Linked DNA regions of Rattus norvegicus: region 1 is linked to region 2. The links are chromatin contacts, called in public Hi-C maps. All regions are on one chromosome and are shown on one strand. Each heading gives the region's core, a stretch centred on a gene start, on an enhancer-like site or on the middle of the called end of the contact. The rest is flanking DNA. Distances are from core to core; before and after follow the strand shown.

Region 1 (3,995 bases), core at 94-2,593, 76 kb after region 2:
AAAAAAGAACAGGAAAGTGAGCAGTTACACTCATGAATAACATCGAACACAGGATGGGAAGGTGGGGGCAGGGCAGGATGATGGTTTAGCAAAGCCTCTGAGAAGGTGATGTTAGGGTTGGAAGGGCAAAAGTAAAGCATGTCAGAAGCCTGTGGGGCCGGGTAACAGGAGTCTAAGTCTGGTGCGCAGTAGTGCAGAGAGGAGTCAGCAAGAAAGCAAACTTATAGGATAAGGAGGGCAGAGTAGGAACTGACTTAAAAGGCTCGGTGGGCCCAGCCCTAAAACTGCAGGGTCCTGGACCAACAGGTAGGCAGAAGACTGATTTAGCCTGTTAGCTCTGTAGAAGGACCACTCTGGATGCAGGATTGATGACCAGTGAGAGGAAGCCTGGGGATAAGCCTAGATCTTCCTGTATCCCTGGCCCTGAGCGCCACCCCCCCTCCCTACAAATCCCTATACTCCGCCCAGCTCCTGCATCTCTAAAGCCCTAGCCACAAGTGCCTGTGCTGTCTAAAGCCCATGCTGTGCACAGATTTCACTGAGTTTCTATAAACACCATGACCATCATTATCCTTGCGTGCACTCTCCTTGCCTTCTGGACCTACACCCTATCCAAGGAGGGCCCCTATCATGCACCATGTTTCACATATCCTTGTTCTAAAGAATGCAGATGGCTCTGGGAAGCCCGGAAACCCACTATGTCAATCACCAAGAGAGATTCTAGGGCTTCCCCGAATAAAAACAGATCTTATCTTCGAGGAACTGACAGCCCAGAGGCAGCAGCTCCAGTCTAACAGAAACTGGCACTGAGAGCTCATCGCATGCTCTTTGGATAGCATGCCAACCTAGATCTGAGGAGTGCCACGGGAGCTCTTCCAAGCAGAGTCCTGGGTTATCCCCAAACAAAGCATGTTCAGCTTCCAGGACCTTAGAAAAACTAAAGCCACGAGTCTGGTCTCCGGCTCGGACTTAGCAGAAGAGACAGAGGGGTCTCAGGCTCGGATCCTCGCAGCAGTGGGCAGTAGGGCTGGTTAAGTAGCTGATGGAACTCTACAGCTAGGAGCCTGGAGCACAGGCTCTGCAACGACGCCCCAGGCTGCCGGCAGTACTGCACGAGCCACACCACAACGTCTATCGGTCGCGCATGCCTGTTGCGGCTGTCACTGTACGCTCCAGCAGCTCCAGGAGTTGAACCTTTGGATGCACTCGGAGAGCCTGGAACCCCACGTCCTAGCGGAAGAGGGCAGCCGGAAGGTGGTCCACACACCCGACGCCTGAACATCCCCAAGGGAAAATCTGCTCCTAGGAACAATGAATGTCTCAAAGACCCGAGCTAACTTGCCCAGGGTCACATATCTGGGGACAGAGTCTACAGCTCCTATTCCCCACAACTTACAGAAAAGTCGCTACCATTGAGCAGTAGGTCTGTGGTGTGGCAACTTAAGGACCTGGGCGGAAAGGGCCTTTGTATCTCTTTCAAGGGTGAGTAAAACTACGACCACCGAAAGAAGCTACTAGAAATATGTCGATTTTTTTTTTAAAGGTGGAGCAGGCTGTTCCCGTGGGTCTTTGATGTACGCAGTTTTAAAGCATCTGAGATTTATGGTGTCCACATGGAAACGTTAGTGTGAATACACTGGCCTGTGTGCAACAGACTGGCTCTTTTCTAAGGGACATTGGGGTGTTAATCATGTGGGTCATGTGGGTGTTAATCAGGGGTGTCAGAGGCCACTAGAGAAAATTAAACTGGCTGGTGTGGTGTGTAGTAAAGAAATACAGAGATAGGGCAAAGCAGACAGGATGCAGAGGCTCATGGATGCCCTCTTAGACCATGTGTTCTTGGCACAGTTCAAAGAACTCCGGAAGGCATGCCTTTCAAGAACCTGCAAGGGTTAAATCCATACTGTTCTTCCTTCTCTTCCCGACACCCACATTCCCTGTCCCCCATTTCAGAGCCTTTATGCAGGTTCCTCCCATTGCTGCTGAAGTTTCATCTGCAGATCACCAGAAACACAACTCGGACACCCGTCCTCCTGCTTCCCACTCTTTCTGACTATCCAGTATCTTTGGCCCTTGGCATACATTACCTTACAGGTTTGTGCAGCCACAACCCTGCCCAAAGGGAATGTCAGGCAACCTCCTCTGGCTGCAGTTCTCAGCTCTTAGCATCCGAAGACAGGCTCATTCACGGCTTCCCCTACAGCTGAGGCAGTTACAACAGGAAGGCTGCTAGTTTCTGAACGCTGAGTGACAGAAAGCTGATTAGCCTTTCTGGAGGTTAGAAGTAGGAGGTGTGGAGGCATTTTCCTCTAATCCCAACATCTGAAAGGCAGAGGCACATAGGGTTCCTCTGAGTCAGAGGCCAGCCCAGTCTACACATTGAATTCCAGGCTAGCTAGGGCTATATAGAGTCCTTGTCTCAGACAAAATAAGTCTGATGGAGTCAGGCTATCAGCAGGACCATGCTCCCTCCAAAACTTTAAAGAGAAGTGGGTTCTTTTTGGCTTTTGCAGCTTCTGATCACTATTGCTGGTTCAATTGACTGACTATGTAACCTGTCTCTGCCTGTTTTCAATGCTGTCTTCTGTGTACTGATACACAGACCTTTTCCAGATACCTTGTTCCTTTTGACCTCTTCTTCCAAGGACACTGCTGTATTGGTCAAAGGCCCACCCTAATAACCTCATTTTAATGTGGTTATGTGCATAAAGACCATTTCCCAGTAAGGTCACATTCACAGGAACCGTGACAGAGGGCTTCGGCATCTTTCTGTAGAACATAATTCAGTCCACATCAGAAGAGATCTTGGACAAGAAAGACCTTGGGCAAAGTATTCTAGAGGGTGGGGAAGAGGCTGTGAATGGCGGCATCGTAAGTGTACAGATTAGAATTTCTGATTAATTCTTTCTTTTTCCCCATCAAAAGACTCCACGGGAGCAACACTTCAACCTTCATGGTTTCATGAATCCTAGTCTATATCCCTGCCCGACCCTTTCCCAAGCTGCAAATATCCCCTCTCCCTTCTTTGCAAACCACTTTCCTGGGGATTCTGAGAATTGTGAGTTATTAGTCTCTTCTCAAGAGTCAGGGACTGTGACAGTCTAGACCAGTGGTTCTCAACCTTCCTAATGATCTGACCCGGTTTCTTATGTTGTGGTGATCCCAACCGTAAAAATTATTTTATTTCTATTTCATAGCTGTAATTTTGCTACTTGTTATGAATTGCGATGTAAATATCTAATATGGGACCCCCAAAGGGGTTATTACTCACAAGTTGAGAACCGCTGGTCTAGACTATCTTGTTGAACACAGACAGCTTGCCTATGGGAGAGGTCCTAACATTGACTGGATTTTGCATGAGAAACTAAGGTTCCTGTGGGCTAGGAAGCAGGCCTATAAAACTCTATCTCCACAGAAACTTCCAGTCAATCCAAAAGCAACCTTCTACCAATTCTCTGTGACTCAAAGGCAGGACTGTGATGTATGGGTGGGAATGAAAAGGAAACAACACTTTGAGCCAAAAACTCTCTAGCTCTGAGACTTCTGGTTCTCCGATGCATAACTGACTTTCCTGAGTGGGTTCCTTGTGTCACTAGAGGGTCTCAGACATGACCAGGACGTATTCCCAATGTTCTACTCATCATTAGCCTTCTCTTGAGGGAGACTGAACTTCGAACCTATTTGTTTTTGTTTCCTGAGAGTCCTTTGGTTTACCTATCAGGAGAAAGAGAAAACAGGAGTAGGTAGATCACTTATCAGGGTGTGGTCAAAGCACTGTCTCACAGAACGACGAAAAGACTCTCTGCCCAGACTTTCTATGTCTAGCATCTGCTCTTTCAGGAGCTGGGGGCTTGCCTAGCAGCTGGCGTTGTGACTACCTGTTCTTCCCAGACTCCATTCATCCAGGTTGGATTTCGCCAAAGCCCAGCTTCTCCTCCCAGCATACAACTGATATCTAGGAGCTGATCTCCGACACCCAGAGGAAGGAACAGGAA
Region 2 (4,000 bases), core at 981-3,480:
TTGCTGTTTGGAATCTGTGCTTTGAGTGCACAAGTCTCTGACCTATTTTTAACAATGACTATGTTTAACGCCAACTTACCGAACCCTTGCCCATTTAACATCCAGGTGTTACAGTGTGCTACAAGCCACTCCTCACATATGCACTCCTCAACAGACCTCTAAACCCTCCCCCCTCCAGGAAGCTCAGCTTCAACCTCACATTACGCTATGCCACTCGAGTCATCAGAGTTTGGCACTAAAAGGGTCAAGGTCCAGTTAGTTTCCACAGACATGCTCTCCCAATCACCTCCCCAGAAACAAGAGCCCTGGCTGGTGATGGGAGCACCCTGAAAATGGAAGGACCAGAGGGGCAAGAATGCCAATTATAGCACTGGCCACCAGATGGCACACATGCCAGTCACCTCCTCACACGTGGAGGGGCAATTCCTCAAGGCAGGCCCTGTGGGTCATCTGGCCTGAGTGATGAGAAACTCTTCCCAGCACTAAAGAACATCTGTGGACTTTGTCAGGAGAGTAGCCAAGAATCCCCCCCAGCCTTCCATTGCACAGTAGACACCAAGTGTGCGTCAAAAGTTACGCCTCGACGTTCTTAAAAAGTAGTAAATTTTTAATAATCAAACAACAAAATAATATATAAGACAAAACAAAAACGATCGTATTGAAGTTGGACTAAACAAATCAACAGAAGAAAACTAGCTTCAGTAGAAGACACAAAAAACAGAGACCCATTCATTCACACACTCAGAAGTTCCATGAAAATACTAAACTGAAAGCTAAAATATATACTCAAAGGACTCGGTACAGACCCATGTGGGTCCTGTGTTTGCTGCTTCAGTCTCTGTGAGTTCATATGAGCTTTGATGATTCGGAGGGCCTTGTTCTCCTGTTGTCCTCATCCCCTTTGATTCTTACACTTATAGATCAGCGTCTTATTCATCCAAGACCAGAGAGGCTTCCTCCTCCAGGAGATGGGAACAAATCCCGAGACCCACAGTCAGACATTACACATAGAAAGACATTGGAACACACAGCTCTAAATGGGTTGTCTCCAAATCCCTCCTTTCAGACCTCAGGGAGCCCCATGGAAGAGGAGGCAGAAAAGGTGTAATAATAAACTTTTAAGAACAGGAAGCATACCTTGACATGCTCTAATTCATTTATCTCACATAATAATTCCAAGGCAGTAAGAAATCTCCCCGTGTTTGTGGCTGAGGATGCCCACTGATTCCTCAGTCCAGGAGTTTGTTAGATTGCTACTGTCTGAACCTATAATGAATAGCAGAACCAGAAGTCAGGCCAGGCTGGAGGTGTGGTTAGGTGGGTAGACTGTTGGCTTAGCACGACCTAAGGTCCTGAGTTCGATCTGTGCACTGCTAAAAAAAAAATAATAATAATAATTTAAAAGGTCAATCTAAAAAAAAAAAAGAATCCACTCTGAATGTTATCTTTTTTTTTCATTATTGCAAATACCTGACCTGCTTTATTAAACAAGTCCCCTAGTGGAAAATAAAGAACCTTGCTGGATTTTAGCCCAAGTGCCTCAAAAGTTGACAGCCATGTGATGAGTTACTTCACCTGCGTGATTCAGTTTGCTTACCCTTAAGGTCACCCCGACCAGTGGCCTTGTGAAATGTTGACCTCTAAACCGGTAGTGTGGGGCAGGCCCTGCCATAGGTGTTTGCCAGCGTACATGTTTGCTGTGGCTGATAGGGTGTAGGGGTGTCCAGGCCTTTGGCTTTTCTATGCCACGCAGAGCAAAGAAATTTCGTTGTCTTGAACTGCACAGGAAATCCATGTCCACCCTGAGGTTCATGGCTGGTGAGTGCATACGTTACATGACACTGCGGCATAGCAAGCTACCCTGTACCACGAGCAGCCCAAGGCCAGGCGCTGGGCACCTGTGGTTTGTTGCTATTTTGATAGAATTATTGCTCTCAACACTGTTATTAATTACTAATACTAAAATTTTAAGAGAGGGACGAGAATACTAAACAATGCTAGAGAAAGCCCAACATTTTTTTGACCTAATATTCTTTTTTTTTTTATCTTTATTAACTTGAGTATTTCTTATTTACATTTCGGTTGTTAAAAGCCCAACATTTTAATAGAGACACAGAATATACACACGAGACATCAGGAAGGTCTCCCATGCTTACCACAAAGCCCTCAGCAGCTTCCTGGAGTGATGAATGATGCTTTAAGCACAAGCTTCCCATCTTGAGCAATAGTACAAGGCGTTGGGCAGTGCCTGCTGTTGGCAAGAATTCAAGTTGGCATAGCCATCTGGGAAAACAGTATAGTATTTCCTCTAGAACTTAAAGTTAGATCTTGTGGGGTTGGGGATTTAGGTCAGCGGTAGAGCGCTTGCCTAGCAAGTGCAAGGCCCTGGGTTCGGTCCCCAGCTCTGAAAAAAAGAAAAAAGAAAAAAAAATTAGATCTTGCAACCCAAGAATCCTCCTTGTAGTATCCATCAAAGGTATCGAAGTTAGGATCTTGGAAGAGCTGTCTCCACTCCATGTCCCTGAAGCATTAGCGACAAGACCAACCACGGAAGCAATCTGTCTCTCCTGCCTGGGTAAACGCAGTGCTGCACACGGTCACATAGATAAACCTGAAATTGCATAGCTCATGGGAGCAGAAAGTGCAAGGTGGTTTCCAAGAGCATGGATGAGGGATGGTGAGAGGGTGATGGTCGGGGGTCCTTAAGAGTCACACCACTCACAGTAATCTGCTTCTGTTTCTCTAGCTTGTGGGATGTTGAATTTCCCCACATCTTAAATGCTTTGTTTCTGCAGGGTGGGTGGAAAATGCAATAAGATCCCTACACTAAAGAATTCAGCATCATGCCTGGCAACTGAACAGATCCCAGTAAATATCACTAAGAATGCCATGGCTCAGGGGTTAAGAGCACTGGTTGCTCTTCCAGAGGTCCTGAGTTCAATTCCTAGCAACCACATGGTGGCTCACAACCATCTGTAGTGGAATTTGGCGCCCTCTTCTGGTGCGTCTCAAGATAGCTACAGTGAACTCATATACATAAAATAAATAATTCTTTAAAAAAAAAAAGAATGCCATGTAGGCATGGTTTTCATAGAAGAATTTGTAATCTTTGAAAGAAAAAGTATTGATTCACAATCCCCAAGACCAAGTTCCCAGCACCAAGGACATTTATTTGGACAGAGGCCAGGGAATAAGAGACAAAGACAGGGAAAAGAGAGGGTAAGAGAGAAATGGAAGGAAATGAGTCAGAGGGAGGAGAAGTATTTGTCACTGGGGAACAAAGGACTGCCTCTGAATAGAGAGGAAGTAGATGTGCCAGATAGGAAAATATCTTTTTATAAAAGGTAAAATGACAAACACCATTAGGATGATGGCTTAGTTAGGGTTTTACTGCTGTGAACAGACACCATGACCAAGGTGAGTCTTATAAAAGACAACATTTAATTGGGGCTGGCTAACAGGTTTTGAGGTTCAGTTCATTATCATCACGGCAGGAACATAGCAGCGTCCAGGCAGGCATGGTGCAGGAGAAGCTGAGAGTTCTACATCTTCATCTGAAGGCTGCTAGTGGAAGACTGGCTTCCAGGCAGCTAGGGTGAGGGTCTTAAAGCCCACACCCACCGTGACATGCTTATTCCAAGTCCACACCTCCACATAGTATGACTCCCTGGGCCAAGTATATTCAAACCATGACAGATGAGGTGTTTAATTTTAATTGGGCGTGTTAATTAGGTGACCCAAAGGGGGCCTTTGATTGCTGGACTTTAATCGTCTGATAGCTGGACCTTGGGAGTCAGCCTCAGGGGAAGTGGCCACAAAAGGGAATGCACGTGGCTTTAGGAATGTAATCTAACAGGCTTGTAGCAAGGCAGAGAGGGAATGCTGAGAAGAGCAGGGGCTGACAGGGTCGTTTGCCACACTCAAGCTGGCTAGAGTCCCTTCGAGAGGGTTTGATGACATTTTCCAGTTTTCCACGGGACTCACTGGCTTCTCTGTCTTA

The links. A called contact is a pair of places that touch in the nucleus more often than the background predicts.
Region 1: a contact with region 2 is called in a Hi-C map of liver, with 7 times the contacts expected there. The contact joins the promoter of Zfp518b here to the enhancer-like site in region 2. A contact is called at or near these places in 2 of 12 Hi-C or Micro-C datasets (kidney and liver).

What each region holds. Positions count from the first base shown.
Region 1 is chr14:76,332,239-76,336,233 of GRCr8, forward strand. It overlaps Zfp518b (zinc finger protein 518B), which reads left to right and starts at 1,344. Exons shown (of 3, transcript XM_017599488.3): 1 at 1,344-1,482. It overlaps LOC120096632 (a long non-coding RNA gene), which reads right to left. Exons shown (of 7, transcript XR_010057564.1): 1 at 3,879-3,995; 2 at 2,088-2,322.
Region 2 is chr14:76,255,746-76,259,745 of GRCr8, forward strand. The region is part of intron 8 of Clnk (cytokine-dependent hematopoietic cell linker); the gene reads left to right. Among named protein-coding and RNA genes, the nearest start is that of Zfp518b, 76 kb to the right of the region's middle. Within about 2 kb of position 2,231, at least 2 of the 93 cell types and tissues checked have an H3K27ac peak or open chromatin away from gene starts, as enhancers often do. A contact at or near this core is called in liver, where this site is marked.